2 separate regions of the Ovis aries genome follow, and region 1 is linked to region 2. Evidence: chromatin contacts called from public Hi-C data. All regions are on one chromosome and are shown on one strand. Each heading gives the region's core, a stretch centred on a gene start, on an enhancer-like site or on the middle of the called end of the contact. The rest is flanking DNA. Distances are from core to core; before and after follow the strand shown. Region 1 has its middle 27 kb from the start of CD180. Region 2 overlaps PIK3R1 (phosphoinositide-3-kinase regulatory subunit 1).

Evidence for each region. A called contact is a pair of places that touch in the nucleus more often than the background predicts.
Region 1: a Hi-C map of hypothalamus shows a contact between it and region 2, with 2.6 times the contacts expected there. The contact joins two enhancer-like sites. A contact is called at or near these places in 6 of 16 Hi-C or Micro-C datasets (blood, hypothalamus, omental adipose tissue and 2 more).

Annotation. Positions count from the first base shown.
Region 1 is chr16:12,478,022-12,480,932 of ARS-UI_Ramb_v3.0, forward strand. No RefSeq gene overlaps it. Among named protein-coding and RNA genes, the nearest start is that of CD180, 27 kb to the right of the region's middle. Within about 2 kb of position 1,305, at least 22 of the 54 cell types and tissues checked have an H3K27ac peak or open chromatin away from gene starts, as enhancers often do.
Region 2 is chr16:11,560,995-11,564,078 of ARS-UI_Ramb_v3.0, forward strand. All of the region lies in intron 1 of PIK3R1 (phosphoinositide-3-kinase regulatory subunit 1), which reads right to left. Among named protein-coding and RNA genes, the nearest start is that of PIK3R1, 49 kb to the right of the region's middle. Within about 2 kb of position 1,662, at least 2 of the 54 cell types and tissues checked have an H3K27ac peak or open chromatin away from gene starts, as enhancers often do.

The sequences.
Region 1 (2,911 bases), core at 55-2,554, 920 kb after region 2:
GCCCTGTTGCCAGTCTGAGATCCAGGCCACTCCGTACAGTAAGCAAATACTTCCCAGAAACAAACAATGGAATATCGAAGCCATTGGTATTCTTCTCACAGCAGTAGGAACCAGAGCCAGGTGCTAAAGGAATTGGTTGTTTATGAATTATTCCTTCCTTTCTTCCTTCCTCTCTGTTTCTGCTTCCTCTCACAGAACTATCAGCGACCCTTTCCCCAGGCGCTAGAGTGCTACTTGGAGAACTGCTAATAATGCCCCTTGTTTTCCTAAGTCATTTCAGGCCCGGGGATTTAGACATCCATTAGGAGCTTATGCCCAGCAGCAGTCCTGACCAGCTGATCATCAAAACAAGTGATGCATGTACTCTTTTCAGGATGAGATGATTAAATCCATTGAAAGCATCATCCCACCTGTAAGACCACTGTATGAATTCACAGGGTGAAAACCGAGAGAGGAGTGAAGACTTGAGAATGATGGCTGGGGAACACCCACTCATGAGTCCAGCCAAGAGCTACCGAAAGATCTTTCCTGCTCAGAGAGGCCCAAAGGGAAGCTGAGCTCCTGATTGAAAGGTCAAACTCAGATACACACACACATATGTACACACAGGCACACATGTGAACACATACACACGCATGCACACATATTAATGCACACGAACTGAAATAGTCATTCAGTTCGCTGACATAAGCATAGGGTTTAATCCATGCTTCTTTCATTGACCTTCTGTGGAAAGACATTTGTCCTGTAGGTCCTCAGACCTGGGACTCACAAGTCAAGGTGTCAAGTTTGTGGAAGATGAAACTGAGAGGAGACAATCTTTGTCTACTAGAGATTTTGATGAACAGGAAGAAAAGCTTAGCACTGGCAGACGATAAATCTGAGCGGGGGGTGAAACAGTGGGGTGAATTATATACCTGACTGTGAAGAGGACGGGGTCACTGGAGCAGCCAAAGGAAGCGGCACAGAAATCAGCCAAGCACAGTGCTTCATGCCGTGAGTGCAGAGCCCTGGAGGCCTGCCAAAATCAGACAGGCATCCTCACTGACCTTTCCAAGTCTGAGCGACTCCCAACCCAGACGAAGGACTGTGACCAAGGAGTGAATTCCTTTTCCTTCCTGGTGACCCTGCGTTACTTTCCAGTAAGTTCTCCCGTGGTACAATTGTTCCTTTATCTGCACAGGAAGGGGATTTGTGATTCCTTCTGGAAACCAGAGTGCTGCAGGTGCCAGGCTCACTCCCTCAGCTGCTGGCTCAGTCTGACCAGACCCTGACCTGGAAGGAAGCCCAGTCGTGTGTGGGCGCAGATGCAACAGCCCAGCTCACCAACAGGCTGGGGGGTGGCTTTAATTCTCTAGGACTCAGTAGCCTTTTGGTGACCATCAGGCAGAAACTACCATGACGCCAATGCTGTAAAACAGGGGACAAATCAGGCCTACCACAGGGGTTTGTAACTAAAGCTGCACTGGAACCCAGCCATGCTCATTTACGGCAGTATCCTCTACGGCTGCTCTCACCGAGGAGCTGTGACACAACCACAGGCCTGCAAGACCTAAGTTACCTACTATCTGGACCTTTACAGTGAAAGTCTGCCAACCTCTGGTTTAAAAGATGGATCACCAAGAGAAGGCAGTGTGGTATAACAGAAGCACCATGAGAAGGCAGTTCCCCAGGCCGAGGTTCTAGCCTGGGTTCTGTTACTAACCATCTGCCCTCAGTGACTTTTTTTCTTTTTTCCTAGCTGTAAAAGATCCTAAAATCCTGTGATTTAAACCTTTGAATTGCACAGGGTTCTAGATGCCAATTTCACTGCCCAGTACTTTTCATTTTCAAAACTTGTCATTTTTTTACACATAATCCAAGGATTGCAATATTTAAGATCATTAGATTGGAACACATTTGTGTGTTTTAAAAAAGAAACAAATACACATACATACCTGTGTGTGCACACACACACATACGGTCATGCACATCAGAGCAAGCCATCTGGCCCACTGGTATACGTATAGGATCTCACATCCAGGCTCCTTGCACTGACCTTTTATGGGAAAGACAGGAGTCTTCTAGGGCCTCACCACTTGCTCAGTGAAAGCTGCTGTGTCAGGGCCTCACCATCTATAAAGCAATGATCAGAACATCACTACTCAATTACAACTTAAGACACAGCTGTAAAATTATGGAGAATTATTTTTTATAAAACTGAGCAATTGTCTGCGTCCATCTCCTGACTGACGGAATAAAAATGCCTAGTTCACAAAACATTTCATTCACTGTAGCATTATTATGTAGCGGATGCTATCCTATTTACTTGTATTCTGTACCATCTTTATTTAGGGGTTACTTTTTGAGACTTGCAAATAGTTTCCAAACATCTCTCAGTCTAGAAAAACGTTAACATAGTGAAGCTGGTTTTAAAGCGGAGCCTGAGACAAGATCATCTACGCTGGGACGCGATTCCCAGGAACAGGAGTAGAGGACTAAGCAGATTTAAACAGGGAAAGAAGGGAAGCTGAGCTGATCCAAAGCCACTTCACTGAACTAGTCACTCAAATGGGCAGCTACAGCTCCAGAGCCCTGAGATGCTTTGAACTGCCTAGTAGAATGAGACCCTGATGCTTCCCTGAATAGCATGGGATGTGGGCATTATTTATCCTCCAACACTCATCATTGCCCCAAGGGGTTTTAGCTTACTCCCACTTCCAGTGTGTGCATGGGACAGAATGGTAACTGGGCCTCTGGAAACAACAGCTTCAGGAAAGCCCCAGGTCAGAAAGCAAGAATTGTGTGGGGCAGGTGAAGCAAGGACCCAGTGGGTCACAACTGCACAGAGCTGTCACAGCAGTGACTGGAGTCAAAAGGTTCCAGAAGAGGCTATAAGGAAGGTCAGTGAAGACCCTGTCCTTGTGTTCAA
Region 2 (3,084 bases), core at 412-2,911:
CAGCTCCAATTCAGATGATATGATAACATGAGAAAGAGCTCAAAGGCACTGAATCAAGATTCCTCATGCAGGAAAGGCAATGAGAAAAGAATAGAAATCTCCAGTGAGTGCGCCCTCCTGAGCCCTCTGGGCTCTTTCTGGCATAAGGTCTACGGGGCTGAAGGCAGCACGAATTTTCGAACTGCCTGAACTTCTAAGCAAAAGTCTGCATGAGCTGGCTCCTTGAAAGGCAGCTGACCCAGAGTTCTTCAAGGTAGCATGGCTTTTGAGGTGTCAGTGTGAATGGTTTCCGGTTTTGACTCTGCAGGTGAAACCCTCGCATAATGTGCTTTATGGTGGCAATACCCAGGAAAACTGGCTGAAGAGTATGGTCTGTAAAACTAGGTCCACAACACCTACACTTAAGAGCCAGGAGATTCACTTCAGCTGCAAACTCGTATTTCCAAAAAGGGGCTCAAGATCATGACGAGAATATAGGTTAGGGAAATCACTCCTGGAATGTGCCCTAAACTCAGTGTACAAGGACACAGAGGATATGATCAGCTGACTGAATGCATTTATAAAGGGGTCCCTGTACCTCAAATATTTAAGAAATCTTGTTCTACAAGGACCATTGGAAGATAAGACTCTGGACAGATTACAATCTATCTGAGGTGCTCAATTAAGAAACCTTAGGTACTTAATGAAAGAGCAATCACTTTAGAATTAGTTTGACCCAGGTTCAAATGACACCTCTGCCTCTCTTCCACCGGGTGGTGTCTCTAGGGCAGGGAACTGGAGCAATGATGATAATCACTGGACCCTGCACTTTGTGAAGTGCCTGATACATAAAAGCCTTTTGATGAAGGAATGTTGGACTCCTCTAAGTTGACTCTTTCCGGATCTCAGTTTTCTTAGACATAAAACTATAAGGAGTGGATTATTTCTAAGATCTTTTCAAGCGCTCTCTGAACAATGGTTGAGAACTGAACTAGCTGTTTGAAAATAACTGAGCAACTGTGTTGTGTATTTCTGTCAACAATACGTTAAAATACCTATGTAACATATCACCAAAATTTTAACAACCATAAGTAATAGATCTTTCCTTACACAGCACTTGAAGATGGTATATGAAGAACTCAGAGATTACTGATGAACAATAAAATGATATTATGGTGTTAGGAAAAAAAACAACAAAACAAAACTCTAAGTAACACCATATACAGTAAATGTTTGAAAATGTCAATTAATGTGTTTTGCAAAAATTGTCTAACAAAGGAAGGAGAATACTGCTCTGCAAGATGTAAAGTATCATAACTTCAGAGTAGTGAAAGCCCCTTTCCCTATCCTACCGACTACCATACTCTATCACTCCCTTTTAGGATCTTCCACAGATAATAGGCCAAAGGCATTAGGACCAACTTAAAATTAATAAAGGCCAGGCCTGTATTAATGGGTTGGTTGCTCATGGTAAAGTCTGCACTTCAGCAGGCTACTTGGTAGATGACAGGGGGTGAAACTTGTGGGTAGAGGGACTTTGTGACTTCTCCCGATGAAGACGCAGCTTCCCCTGTGAGTCTATCACATCTCTTTGAGTTACGAGCCCCTATGCTTGCTCCTGTAATTCAGAATACTGACGAGGAGAGAAATGACAGGGTGTGGAGGTGAGTGGGGCCTGGCTGGGTCCTGAGCAACTCCCTCTCTGGGGTCCCCACCTCGGACTATAGACCATGCAGTGGCCCACGTCCCTGCGGTACCCACCACAGAAGTGACCGGGATGCACCATAAAGCACGTCCGCCTCTCCCCGGTGTGGCCATGCCCTGCAGAGGACAAGCACTCATGTAACCCCGAGCCGGCCAGGTGGACGCACTGGCCTTCCTCAACAGGGCAAGGCCTAAAACAACGGAAAACCAGGCGCCTGTCCTGAGCACCTCCATCTTCTCCTCCTAAACCTGTGTCCTGCTTGGCAAACGTTTCTTCCTCCATCATCTCGCTTTCTTGCTAACCCTCCTCCCTCAGCCCTGAGACCACTCAGGGCCCCACGGTCTCTCGCATCACCCGCCACCCCCACTCAGAAACCAGTCTCTTAGGAAAGGTCTGATAAACAATCACACTGAAATGGAAGTTAACAAAGCTTTCTGTGTCATATCAGAGGGACAGGGATGATTTTAATAGGGTCTGCGGTAAAATTCTTCTACAGAAATTCCAAGCATGATCTTCTCTGAAAACATACACCCACTTATATGGTCCTTTAGTACTTTGCTATGAATGAATCATCAGAACACGTCTAATTAAGATCATTAAAATGCTCAGGATCTCGGTGGGTGTGCAAAGCTGAGACTGGATGATCACTGAAGACACCCAACCATCCTCGCGGTCAGTGCTTCAGCGACAATCCACTTCACACCACAACAGTAAAAGAAAGAAGGATAACAGTAATGCCTTCCATATCCAGACCCTTTAAAAGATTACAAAATGAGGGCATATGTGTTTGTTTTTGAGATCCTCGAGAGAGAAACTAGATAAAGAAAAAAAGCAGAGGGGAGTGGTCAAGGGCGAGAAAGACCAGGTTAATAAATAAGTTCAGGATGTTATCATTTAAGACCAGAAAAACATCTAGTTGGGGTCATCAAAGTTGTTTTGAAAGATGTGCTAAGTGGAATAAATAGATACTATTTTTAAAGGTTTCAGTGTATACGCCCCTATGAGTTGTGTCCCACTACTTGCAACCAAGTACTTCAGAAAAAAAGAGTAAAACCACACCACAGAGGCACTCAGTTACCAAGCCTGCAAAGCCCATGACTTCGTGGTTTTTAAAGATGTTATCTGCATTTTAATGCGAAATGGCTTGCAGACCAAAGTTCCAAGCACCACTCTTGGGAATTTTGCAAAGCATAAATAATATTCCAGCCAACCTAAGAACACGGATGAATGTATATATTATAATCTCTCCATTGCAAGAGTGATAGAAGACCACAGACACCAATGCTAAAAAGCTGCTTCACCCTGACGGCCAGCATGTTTCTCTGTGGCCCTCAATTTCTGAGTTAAAAGAAGCAGTGCAGGGTGGATGAAGTCAGGCTGGGATCCTAAAAGAATGCTAT